Linked DNA regions of Rattus norvegicus: region 2 is linked to region 1. Evidence: chromatin contacts called from public Hi-C data. All regions are on one chromosome and are shown on one strand. The core of a region is the stretch at or near the end of the contact, and the rest is flanking DNA. Distances in the headings are between cores, read along the strand shown. Region 1 holds the start of Cfap20 (cilia and flagella associated protein 20). Region 2 has its middle 28 kb from the start of Mmp15.

What was found. Hi-C and Micro-C count contacts between places; a contact is called where the count stands out from the background.
Region 2: a Hi-C map of liver shows a contact between it and region 1, with 1.9 times the contacts expected there. The contact joins the enhancer-like site here to the promoter of Cfap20 in region 1. A contact is called at or near these places in 3 of 12 Hi-C or Micro-C datasets (hepatocytes, kidney and liver).

Annotation. Positions count from the first base shown.
Region 1 is chr19:9,612,435-9,618,872 of GRCr8, reverse strand. It overlaps Cfap20 (cilia and flagella associated protein 20), which reads right to left and starts at 3,895. Exons shown (of 6, transcript NM_001399181.1): 1 at 3,586-3,895. The coding sequence starts at 3,669.
Region 2 is chr19:9,660,092-9,666,743 of GRCr8, reverse strand. No RefSeq gene overlaps it. Among named protein-coding and RNA genes, the nearest start is that of Mmp15, 28 kb to the left of the region's middle. Within about 2 kb of position 1,678, at least 13 of the 93 cell types and tissues checked have an H3K27ac peak or open chromatin away from gene starts, as enhancers often do. A contact at or near this core is called in hepatocytes and liver, where this site is marked.

The sequences.
Region 1 (6,438 bases), core at 2,646-5,145:
CCAGACCGGGTTTCTCTGTACCCCTGGTTGTCCTGGAACTCACTCTGTAGACCAGGATGGCTTCAAACTCTCGGAGATCCACCTGCCTACTGGGATTAAAGGTGAGCACCAGCAGCACCTTGTTCATAGTGTTTCTTGAAAGGGCACAAGTAAACGGAACCCACTGTTTCCATCCTGTTACAGTAAAAGATATTATTCATAAAAATAAAGACAGCCTTGGAAAGTGAAAATCATTTTACTCTTTCTATCCAAAGACACTCAGTTCCATTCATGGAGGCCAGATAGATTTAGCACATATCAACAAGATTTATTAAATTAAAAGTCAGAGTCTAGGGCCAGCAAAGTAAGTAAGATAAACCTTATTGCAGCCAAGTCTGATGTCCTGAGTTCAATTCTTGAACCCACATGGTGAAAGGAAAGAACTGACTCCTAACTCCTATAACTGGTTCTTTGACTTCTGTGGGCATAGGCAAGAACATGTACACACACACACACACACACACACACACACACACACACACACACACACACACTAAACAAAAATGTAGTGACTTTTTTTTAAACTTTGGAGAGGGACTTTATTCTTTCCTAAAATGAGAAACAGGGACCCAGGCATCATGACCACTTAACAAGATCAACAACAGACTCTGATAAAGTCACATTCCATGGAGAAACATCAGCAGCTGGGAGGAGAGAAGAGAGAGCAGAACTCACAAATCAGTCTGATGGGCTTCTAGTAGCAACACAAGCCAGTCCCATGGACTTCCAGCGCAGCAGCAAAGAGGACTGAAGCTCATGCAGTACAGTGCAGGATGAGGAACACTCTGTTTTTTATTTTTGTTTTGAGACAATAACTCACTAGGTCACCCTGGTTAGTCACCCTAGGACTCGCTGTATTCACCAGGCTAGACTCAAACTCAGAGACTCCTCTGCCCTTGCCTCCTCAGTGCTGGGATTAAAGCTGTACCCACCCAGCCCTAACATTCTTAATAACGACAGTCGGATCTGGTGGTTCCAGAAGTCAAGCAACATTAAAGAGCCTGTTGAGGGGGCTGGAGAGATGGCTCAGTGGTTAAGAGCACCGACTGCTCTTCCTGAGGTCCTGAGTTCAAATCCCAGCAACCACATGGTGGCTTACAACCATCTGTAATGAGATCTGATGCCCTCTTCTGGTGCATCTGAAGGCAGTTACAGTGTACTCATATACAATAAAATAAAATCTTAAAAAAATAAATTTATAAGAGCCTGTTGATTCTTTCTGAGCTCTTGGTCTGAAAACCAATAAAGATTTGTCTCAGATCTTAAGTAAGTCCCAGCGTGACAAGGAGGATGCAGAGGCTGGGAGCTGACAAACTGAGCCTGCAGGGCCAAGGCAGCACCAGAGGTACTGCTTCCTCTGCACTGAGCCGGAGACCAAGGAAGATGTGGGTGGACTTGGGGTGAAAGCCAGCACCAACCAGTGCGGGAGGTTTTACACTGCAGAGAGCTTCATGGCCTTCACATGCAGGAGTCTGTTTCTAAGGAGGGGCCAGTGAGTGAGCCTGGACAACTAGTTAGACAGATGCCAGCCATTAGAGGTTTGGGAGAGGAAAAGCCAAGGGACGATGACTGCACCGTCTTAATTTCAGAAGCCTAAGCAGATGCTATACCCAATCCTTCAAGATTGTTGTTTTATGGAAGCCAAGTAGGCATTCTCTCTGTGCACAAATGCAAAAGTCAGAATAGTAAATATTTGTGATATCAAAATGGAACCCAAAATAGTCCTCAGTCAGTGTGTAGTGTCTACTGGCAAAGGGCCAAGCCACGTGTAGGTAACAGACAGCCCTATCATCCTCTACCCTACAACCAGACCTTACTTCTCAGGAAAAGGGCAGTTCCCCCTCAATTCTGTATCCGTAGACAATGCCTGTCACTCAGGTGTTGCTCAGTAAATCCCTGATAAACATGATCGATAAACATGACCAGTTCCCAGGGTCTCCTTGACTGGACTGTTCCCAGTTACTGGGAACTTCATAACTTAACTCAGGAAAGGCCTGAACACAGCAAAGCTAACCTGGAGGCCGAACTTCCCCTCCATCCTTGCCTCCTCTTGCTTCAACTGGAGAAAACCTCTCCCTTAAATGCTAAGTCTGTCAAATCCAAACAAGAGTTGGAAACATAACTAATTTCTTTCCAAAATGTCTGTTTAATTTGCTCCATGTAACTCTGCTCCAACAATGTTTCTTACGTGTTTATGTCATCAGGGTACCATTGGCCCTTTAGAGGCGTTGTTAAGGGACACAGCGAGCGCACCATGGTTACTCTGCTTTCTCTGCCATGTGTAAACATGGTGACCAGTCAAAAAGTCGGGCTTGAAAAAAAAAAATAAACCACATCTCAGATCAAAACCAGGGGGGAAATGAATGCCTCTGAGAGAAGCTTCGACACTTCTCTCCCATCGTAACTGTCCAGATACCAAGCTGGTGAGCATCCTCCTCCAAACACTGCCAGGTGGACTTGCTCTGGGTTCTCGGTGCAGAGGTCTGATTTAAGAACTCCTGATGCTTCATTTCAAAATGAATAAACACTCAGGAGAATGGGGGAAGTTAAGGGTCTGCTTCCTACGCCATACTCTTGACATAACTCTGGCTATGGATCTGAAAGAGTTGGTCAGACTGCTCACGTACCAAAGGCCAGATCTTGTTGAGCTCTCAACTGACTTGGCCAAATGACACGATACTTCCAACAGGCTTCTCTCAAAACTGTCCTCAGAACACACGACTCTCTAGCAGTGACAAGCTGAAGGCAAGTCAGGTACTCTGTCAACCACTATGCGCCTCAAAGCCCTCCTCTGTGAATTAGGAAAGACACTGCATTGTTCTCGTTCCACTAACAATAATCTTGACTTATTCCACCCATTCTATATACATCTCTATGAACACCACCTCTCTCCATCTTCCCCCGCCGAGGGCAGAACTAAAGCTACTCCCTAAATCACCTGGCTTCCGCATTAGAGTGCCCACTTTGTATTTAAAAAAAAAAAAAAACGAATCTTCACGAGAAAAGAAACGCCAAGGCATTTCTGCTAGCTCTTAACATCTCCAAAAGTGAGCAGGGAAGGCCACCATCTCATGTGGCAAACGAAGATACCATCCATTCCAGAGGACGGCTAGATAAAAATACGGAGGCTTGACACTGGGTCTGCACTTGCGGCTCTTGAGAAGCCTCTAACAATCACCTTTGTGCAGTTTTCGGAGAAAGCCGGTACAGGAGGAACAGTACGGACTCTAAGTTAAAGAAAGCTCGCAGCCAAGTTCCAAAGGTCAGGCTATCGGCGGTCAATGAAATGGAGGGGGCTAATGAATGAGACCGGAACACCTCTGGCTTGGCCGGTGCTCAGGATGCCCGGGAAAGAGGCCCTCTGTCTAGAGGGCAGCACAATGCCTGGTATCAGCGAACACATGCATGTCTTTCATCAAAGGACTATGCGTTTCAAGCTAGGCTGTGGACCCTGCACCCATTCTACTGACCAGGAAGCCGAGGCTCAGTAGCCACACCATTTCGTGGGCGGCGAGTGCCCCGCCCACACCCCGCCCCATCGCTCACCTTTTTGTCCCAGATCTGCAGGGGCTTGCTGCCGATGCTGTAGAGGATGGAGAGGAAGCCGCTCTGGAACGTGTTCTTGAACATCTCGCCAGCCGCGGCCCCGCAGCCGCCCTAGGCCCGGGACTGGAAATCGGAACCGAACGGCGAAAGAGAGAGGGTGCCGCCGGTCCGAAGGAAGGACACTGAGCTGCAGCCACTGACGGCGGGAAGCGGCGGATCCGCAAGCCTCGGTGAACACACAGCCACCTCAGCACCGAAACCACAGCAACTGCCGCCCGCGCCGCCAAGCCTGCCTGAGAGGAGGCGGAGCGCCGCCGCGGCCAGCCACGGATCCCTCCGCACGCCTGGGCCCGCCTCCCGGAGGCGCATCACCCAGTCCTACCGCAGAAAGAGCGGTTTCCGGTTCCTTCCGCCCTTAGGCCCGCCCCTTCCTGCCCCCTCCGGAGCGGAACTCGGTTGCCAAGGGACTATTCCCCGCCCCTCCCCACTGCAGCCGAGACTTGCTTCAGAACAGCGGAAGGAGACGTAAGAAGTTACCGCACGTGTTTACAGTGCCTGCGTGGTGTCATGGGAACCGGGAGGCGTGTGGAGGGGTGGAGTCACGCCAGACACCTCCCCTGAAGGGCGGGAAGAGTAAGGAAGGTGGCTTTGTGCCAAGTACAGATAAGCATTACCCTCGGTGTGTTGATGCCAGACTTTAATCCTAGCACCGGATTTAATCCCAGCAGAGGCAGAAAGTTCTCTGTATTTGAGGCCAGCCTGGAGTACATAACTAACTCCAGGACAGCCAGGACTCGGAGACACCCTGTCTCAAAAAACAAATGTGGGTTGGCCCAGGAGAACAGGAGACAGAAGAATGTGTAAGCTAATGAATCAGTATTGAGTGCCCTATTTACATCATCATCTTTAGTTATCAAGTCACGGTGAGTGAGACGATGTGAAAGCAATACCCTGGGGAAAACATCTCTTTAAATGCATTGATCCGAAAACAAGAAAGCCTGAACATTAAGATATAAGCGAAAATTGGGCTGGAGAGATGGCTCAGCGGTTAAGAGCACCCGACTGCTCTTCCAGAGGTTATGAGTTCAATTCCCAGCAACCACATGGTGGCTCACAACCATCTGTAAAGAGATCCGATGCCCTCTTCTGGTGTATCTGAAGACAGCTACAGTGTACTTATATATAATAAATAAATAAATCTTTAAAAAAAAAGATATAAGCGAAAATTAATAAAAATTAAACACAATTGGACTGGTCCAGTTGAACCAATAGCTGATTCGGGTTTTTTGTTTGTTTGTTTGTTTGTTTGGTTGGTTGGTTGGTTGGTTTTTTTCTTTTTTTTTTCGGAGCTGGGGACCCAGGGCCTTGCGCTTGCTAGGCAAGTGCTCTACCACTGAGCTAAATTCCCCAACCCCAGCTGATTCGTTTTAAAGAGTTTGAAGCAAAGGCAATCACTTTAGCAATTTTAACGATCATAGTTGCAAAGTTTACACGTTTACTGTGTGACAGGTATAGGCAGCGCCTTACCTTGCATTAACTCACTCAACCCTCACACCAGAACTTTGAGTACTCCAGCCAGAATTTCTAGATATCGTGAAAAATATGTGAATCTATTACTGTATAAAAATGAAACTTGTTATATGGAATTTATTTTTGCATGATATCTGGAGATTCTTTATGTACTCTAAGCCAAGTGAATAATTTATAACTTGTTTTTAAGTTGTTCAGAATATCCTCAGGAGGAAAACGATTCAACATAAGAAAGAAATGATGGCGTATGAGTTTCTATGGTGATTTAAATGTTGCATATAATTAACCACTTGATATCTTAGAAAAAGTAAGTTATTTCTAGAAATAATTCACCAGTACTAAGTCTGGAAATAGAAAACGGAATGACTAATAAATAATTAAGGTAATAACTGAACTCCTCAGGAGGTTCTGAACCCTGTCTCATGGCTTTTTTTTTCTGATTAATGTAATACAGATTATTGAGGAAGCTATAAAAAGTAACATTACAGTCACTCATAATATCACCATTCAGAAATAATTGTATGCCTCTGTATATTGTCCCCATGGCTACCTGCCCAGTCCTCCTTAATCTGCCCTCATCCCATCACATATTAATGTGTGCAGACAGCCTCAGAGGCTGTGGTTGCTAAGATCCATCCTCTGGACCAGTGCGTGTGGAATCCATCACTGTCCTCCCAGCCAGGCATCTGCATTTATCTCTCCCCTCCCCCAGGAATGGCCATCTTTATACATCTTCCCCTTAAAAACCCGGATGAGAACTTCTTTGGCTTGTGTGTCTGCTCCAGAGTTACTAGATAGGAATAAACACGGTCCAGTTGGACCGAATGGCTCTTGCAAATCATGTAGCCATTGACGTTCCCACAGACAATGCGTATAGTGACAACCATTAGTCTGCTTTCTAAAATTTGCAGGTCTGAACTATGTACATGTTGTTTTGGCTTATTTTTTTCACTTTCTGACTACTATTAGGCTGGCTCATCTTTTCATAGGCATTTAAAATTAATTTAAAGTCACTTCTATGTTTTTATTATATGTGTATGGGGATGTCTCTCCCTGCATGGATGTCTGTGCACCCTCCCCCAGTGCTCTTAACCGCGGAGCCGTCTCTCCCGCCCCTCTTCGCAGGTGTGTAATTGCTTTTATTTGGGGTGGGCAAGAGGGATTCGTTGGTAAAGACACCTGTCACGAAGCCTGAGGATCTGACCCACAGGATAGATGAGTGACTGCCTCAATTTGTTCTCTGAGCTTCCTACACACACACATCCCTCCTCTCACACACACAGAGACTTTATTTTTTAATTGCTCGTTTGTGTTTTTTACCCA
Region 2 (6,652 bases), core at 429-2,928, 50 kb before region 1:
CCAGACTGAGAGGGGCAGCTGAACCCCATACCATCCACGAGCAATTGAGCACAGTCCTAAAACCTGTGTCCATAACTACTTGACCCGCTCCGATAGATGGGGATACTGAGGCCTAGAGAGAAAGTTGTCTGGGCCATGACTCCTCCCCTCGGGGTTTGCTTTATATTGTGTGTGAGGTAGTCTTGCCCATGTAACCCAGGATTGTCTCAAACTTGCAGTCTTCTTCTTAGCCCCACCCCTTACCCGAGTGCTGGGATTGCAGATCTCCAATTCCTGACCCCTTACTGGTCTTTTAAGTTTCTTTATTTTGGGTGTGTGTATATGTACATGTATATGCATGTGCACGAGTGTGCATACACGTGGAGCCCATAGGAGGGTTTTAAGTGTCTTCCCTTCTTCCTCACCTTAGTCCTTAGTCCGTCGCTGAACTGGAATATGTTTCACCTAGTTAGCCGGCTGGCCAGTGAAGTCCAGGTGTCTGTCTCTGCACTGTCCTGCTCCCTCTACACACACTGAAACCACGGGCACACGCAACCACCCCTGGGTTTTTGTGGGTGCTGTGGGTTTGAACTCAGGTCTGTGTGTTTGGATAGCAGTCACCTTTACTGTTAGCATTTTGTCTAAGCTCTGCCCCTGAGCTATCTCCCCAGACCCTTTACTGATCTTGCAACGGTCTTCTGCTCCCCATGAAGGGCTTCCACGTACTGGGAAGAACCCAGGCCAGTGCACTGGAAGTCTAGCTCTCTAGTGGAAGAGTACTTCTATGCGCAGGGGAGCGGGCACAGCTCCTAAGCCAGGGCCTTCTCTCTGTCAATAGCTCTCACCATCTAGGCTCCCCATCCCCCATTCCCACGGAGGTGCCCAGTTCTTCTGGCCTAACTCCTGACATCCCCTTAGAGCCCGAGGAACCTGACTACACTTTTCTAGGTCTTGAAAATTGTCTTTGGTTCAAGCTGTCTGCAGTGAATCTAAGTCCTGACACAGTTGCAAAGAACCTGAGCTTCCCAGGTGCCCAACACTGTGTCTGTTTTCACACACACCTTCAGATTGCCCCTTCAAGGCACCCTGGAGAGTGTTTGTGGGTCTTAGGTGGTCCCCGGTGAGACAGAAGCGTGGGGCTCCTCCCTACGCTCTGCCCCTGATATGCCACCTCTGGCTCTGAGGAAATGACCTGGTCTGTCAGCAGTCTGGGGCATTCAGTGCTACTGTAGCGGTCAAGTGACTGCCAACTCCTGACAGCACCGCCAGCTGAGACCAGCCTGGGCCACCTTCCGAGGTCTTTCTCAGAGGCAGCACAGAAACTTGACAAGCATGTTTTCACCAACCTGAGAGTTTCGGCCCCTCTCTGGGGACTGTTTGTGTTTCGGGTCATGTTATTGACCGGCTCCACCTCCTTTTTCCTGTGCCAAGTTGACATTCCCCAGGCCACCAGACCTCTAAGAAGTATCAGTTCCTTCCCCCTAGCTGCCCGTGGAAACCTTCTGTTCCTGTTGCAGGTTCCTCCATGACCTTTGTAACATTTGTTCCAGGCAGTCTGGCAAAGGGAGTGTCCCCCCCATTTACTGACAGGCAGCAGAAGTCCAGCAAAGGACAGCAATTTGCCCAATGTCACACAGCAAACAAGGACTGAAGAGATATGAAAACTGACCTCGACTCGGTAAACGCCTGTGTCCCTACTGGATGAGAATCGGGCTCCACTGTTGACCTGTGTCAACACTCAGCAAACATAGGCAGCTGCTGAGTACAAACTGCAGGAACTGCAGACTAAGACTCCAACCTGAGCCAGCTCCTAGCTGCTTCCACAGTGCCTGGCTGCAGCTTGACTGCACCCCTCTATGACTATTGTCCATTGCTGTCCCTGCTACAGAACAGGAAGAGTCCAGTAACAACAGTAATGGTGTGGCCCCCTGGTCGGAAATATGTGCTTTCTGTCTTTTTCAAGCACAAGGACATGCTCTAGACACCTGTATTCCCAAGCCTTTCCATTAAAAATAACGAACAAGATTTAGAAATTACGAACGTGTAACACACACATTGTCTTGGTCAGTGTTCTAATCGCTGTGAAGGGACACCCTAACCGTGGGAACACTTAAAAAGGAAACACTTCATTGGGGCTGGCTTGCAGTTCAGAGGTTCAGTCCATTGACATCGTGCTGGGAAGCCCGGTAGCATGAAGGCTGACACGGAACTGGAGAAGTAATTGAGAGTTCTACATCTGGATCTGGAGGCAACTTGAAGAGAAACACACTGGGCCTGGCTTGAGCATTTGAAATCCCAAAGCCCACTCCCAGTGACACACTTCCTCCATCAAGGCCACACCTCCTAATCCCTCTCAAGTAGTGCCACTCCCTAATGACCAGTCATTCAAATATTTGAGTCTATGGGGGTCATTCCTATTCAAACCATCACACACACACACACACACACACACACACACACACACACACATACACACACACACACACACATACACACACACACACACAATTTAATTTTATGGCTATGTTGGTGTGAAAAGAAGTATAACCCAGTTTGGATTGTATTCTGGTTCTTCTACTGACTAAGAAAATGTATTTTAGGGGCTGGTAAGGTGGCTCATCAGGTAAAGGCCAACAAGCCCAAAGATCTGAGTTTTATTTTTGGAATTCACTTGGAGGAAGGCGAGAATGACATCTGCAGGTTATCCTCTGGCCTCCATCCCCAACTCCCCATCCCTCACACAATAAATAATGTTATTTTTAAAGAGAAAGCAGAGGAGCAGGGGGAGTGAAAGCAGGGGCAAGAGAGATGGCTCAGTGGTTCATGACACTGACTGTTCTTCCAGAGGTCCTGAGTTCAATTCCCATCAACCACATGATGGCTCACAACCATCTGCAATGGGATCTGATGCCCTCTTCTGGTGTGTCTGAAGACAGTGATGGTGTATTAATATATATAAAGTAAATAAGTCTATAATAAAGAAAGAGAAGCCACCAGGACCAGCGCCTGTTAGACTGGGGTGGAGGTAGGGAATGGGGATTTGGGGGTGAGGGGAGCAGAACAGGTTTCCAAGAGTTCCAAGGGTTTCTGGAAATGTTATGGGCCTACAGGGCTTGCTGTGCTCTGTGGAAAAGTTTGCCTTATATGGGCCCTTACCGTGTCCCCAAAAGAGACAACTCCCACCCCATAACCACCTCCTCACCTTGGGTCACCCAAATAATAGGGAGGCAGAAAGAAGTGGTTTTCTCGTTTGGCCTGCTTTGGGGTTCTTTTTGAGAGAAGGTCTTCCTGCATAGCCCAGGCTGGCTTCAGACTTGGGATCTTCCTGCCTAGGCCTCCTGAGCATGTCTGGCTTTGGAGGGGGCAGGGAAGGCTCAGAGGAAAGGACAGCACAGATTTCATGGGAAGAACACTTTCTGTTCCACTTCTATATTTCAAGATTTTCCATTTTTAGTTAGTTCTTTAACAGTAATCGGGAGTGGATTTGTAAACATTTTGAGTGATCTAGAGAGCTTGCAGAGGAGTTCCACCATCCTCTCCCTCTCTGTCCTTCTCTCCTCTGCTGGGCTCCATCCAAACAGATCATGTGTATTGAAAGAAAGAGACGTGACATCCTGGTCTGCCCTATCTATCCCTGTCTGGGTTTGGGGTTTATGTTTGTTTCTTTCTTTCTTTTCTCTTCTCTTCTTTTTTTCCTCTTCAGTCTGTATCCTCCTGCATAAATCTGCCTTGTCTTAGTTTTTTTCAAAAACGTTATTTCATCTTTAGATTTATGTGATAAGTGTTTTTATCTGTGTGCGTGCATGCATGTGCCCTTTGTGCAGAGAGGTCAGATGAGGGCAATCAGACCTCTGAAACCAGAGTTACGGATGTTTATAAACCATCGTGTGCTGGAAACCAAACCTGGGTCTGTACAAGAGTGGCAAGTGATCTTTACTACTGAGCCATCTCTCCCGCCCCTTGCCTTGTTTATAAAATGATTCTTCAGTCATCCATCGGACGGATATGTTTAAATTAGCGTTTGCGCATTTCTAATAATCTTTCTTTTTTTCCTGTGCTGGAATATTAGGTAAGCTTTTATTCTTTTTCCTAGCCAAACCAATTCCTTGGAGAAGAAATTCCCTGTCAGCCCAAGTTCTCATACAAGCACTGCTCTTACCTGACATTTCCTGGTTCTTTATTTTAAACAAGGAAGTACTATTTGAAGAAGGCACAATAGCCTGAAATGACCTCAGCAATTTCTAATTTGGGTGCTGGTGGCAGTCACCCAGCAGAGCTCCTTGGGGGTGGGGGAGGAGGTAATGTTGTAATGTTATTACATTCAGATTTAGATGTTTTTCCCCCTGGGGCTGTGATTTATGAAACAAACACTGAGCAGTCCTTCAAAGTAAGAAAGTACCTAGTGATGATCACTTCCTCTCCCTGTGTGTCCCTACAACGAGGATAGACAAGAAAATGCTGGTCTAAGAAAAATCCTATACCTGCATATATAATGCTGCAAAACACTTTTAAAAAAAGACACCCCCCCCCAGGAAAACATTCATAGGTGACTTGGCTATTACTTTACTTAGAAACAACATCTCAGCAACCAATAAAAAGATGACAACACAGCCAGGTGGTAGTGGCAGGAAGGTGTCCATTGGTTCAAGATCAGCCTAGTCTACGGAGCTAGTTCTAGGACAGCCAGAGCTACACAAAGAAATCCTGTCTCCAAAACAAAACAAAGAAACGAAAAAGGATAAATTACACATCCAACTTCAAAGACTAGCTGTCAGGCAAAGAGAAATTAAGACAACACAATACCACAGCAATCAATCCACCAATGGCTAAAGTAAAAAGATGACAATACTAAGTGTTGACACCGGTACAGGGCAGCAGGAACTCTCATACAGTGGTGATGAGGATTGAAAGAGCATGAAAAGCTGGGACCATAGCTCCAAGGCAGAGCACACTCAACATATATAGGACCTTCTCTCTATCTTCAGCCTAAACATAGAACAAAATAAACCAATATAAACCTAAAAGAAACTTTATAACTTCAGAAAATCATTTGGCATCATTTGTCCAAACTAAACATATGAGATAGCACATGCCCAGCAGCTTTATTTAACAAAATGAATGTATGTAAATGTGTATGTATGTATGTATGTATGTATGTATGTATGTATGTATGTATATGGCTTCTTCCTGTCTCCTCAGAGGCTGTTGGCTGCCAGTCTGAGAAGACAAAAGGAGCAGAGGCTAAGAGCAGGGTTTGGATGGCTATGGGCATGTATGGAATGATGTCTGGAGACCACTCTAGTGTTTCAGGGATAGGGCTGGGATTTTAGGGGTACAGGTGGAAAGGGATAATTGGTCATAGCATCAAGCAAGTGAGCAAGGCTGATTGGTTATTGTACAGCACCTAATTATTATGTGGGCGGGGAGCCAAAGTGGGGTGTACGTGCTGAATTATGCAGCCTTGCAGAGGATTCTGTACAAGGTCATTTTCCAGACAAGGTCAGACAAGGCCAGCCACCTGTGTTCAGGGACACTCTCCAGACAGAAGCATGGACAGAAAAGCCCCACTAAGAGAGGGAGTCCCCCATTTTGTGCCACGTTCAGTCATGAGGAACTGCTACCTTAATATCGAGGTTCCCCAACATATAAATTCATGAAAAGGCAAGAATTGGATATTCATAGTATACCAGTCGGGAAAACTAAATATCGCAAACAAACTAACTGTCCATCAATGGGGAACCTAACGAATTATGCATTTATACGTACACGAAGGAATACTCTACACTCCTGAAAATGGACAAACTGAAACTTAACACAAAGACTCAGAGCCAGGGACCTGAGACCGGAAGGGAAAGCTTCTTACTCATAAAGCTATTCCAGCTGCCTCTCGGCTCACAGATGCAGCCCTTGAAATGACTTCAGAGCCTGGAGAAACAGAAAGAACAGGATTAATGGCCCTAGACGAGAAGCCAGGACCACCACTCAGTTGTGGAACAGCCAGAGAACACCCACAAATCCCATTGGGACCGAACCCCAAGCAAGACACCGAGAGTTTCTACCATGCAGCCCACTATGCTATTCTATTCTGGTGGGGTTGTTTACAGAAGCCAGCAATCCAAGAGCCAGGTGGAGTGGGGTGACCTCCAAAAGGTTCTATTGCCGATTGCACCCCAAACTGGGCCAAGCTCTTCAGGCCGTATATAAGATTCAAAAGCACAGGCCAGAGCAGCCAAAAGATGGAAACCATGCCAAAGATGGCAAAGATCATTGCCAATGGGCAAATGGCTAAACACAAGGGAGGGGGGACTGTCCATACCAGGCATAACATAATGGTGTTGATATTTTGGCATAAAGGGGGTGAAGTTCTTACCTGTGCTCCAACATGAATGGACCTTGAAAATGTCACGCAAGTCAGACGTACAGGAACAGAATCACACACATCCTTTAGGGCGAGCAAACTCAAACAGTAGATCAAAGGTTAATAAGAGTAGGATACGGTGACTCACACTTATAGTGGCGGCATGTGGGAATCTGAGGCCCGAGGATTGCAAGTTCAAGGCCAGACTGGAATGATAATGAGACTTTATTACACACAAACGCGCACACACTCACACATGCACACGGCGGGGGGTAGAGGAGAGAGAGAGAGAGAATAATCAGGTCATAATTGTTT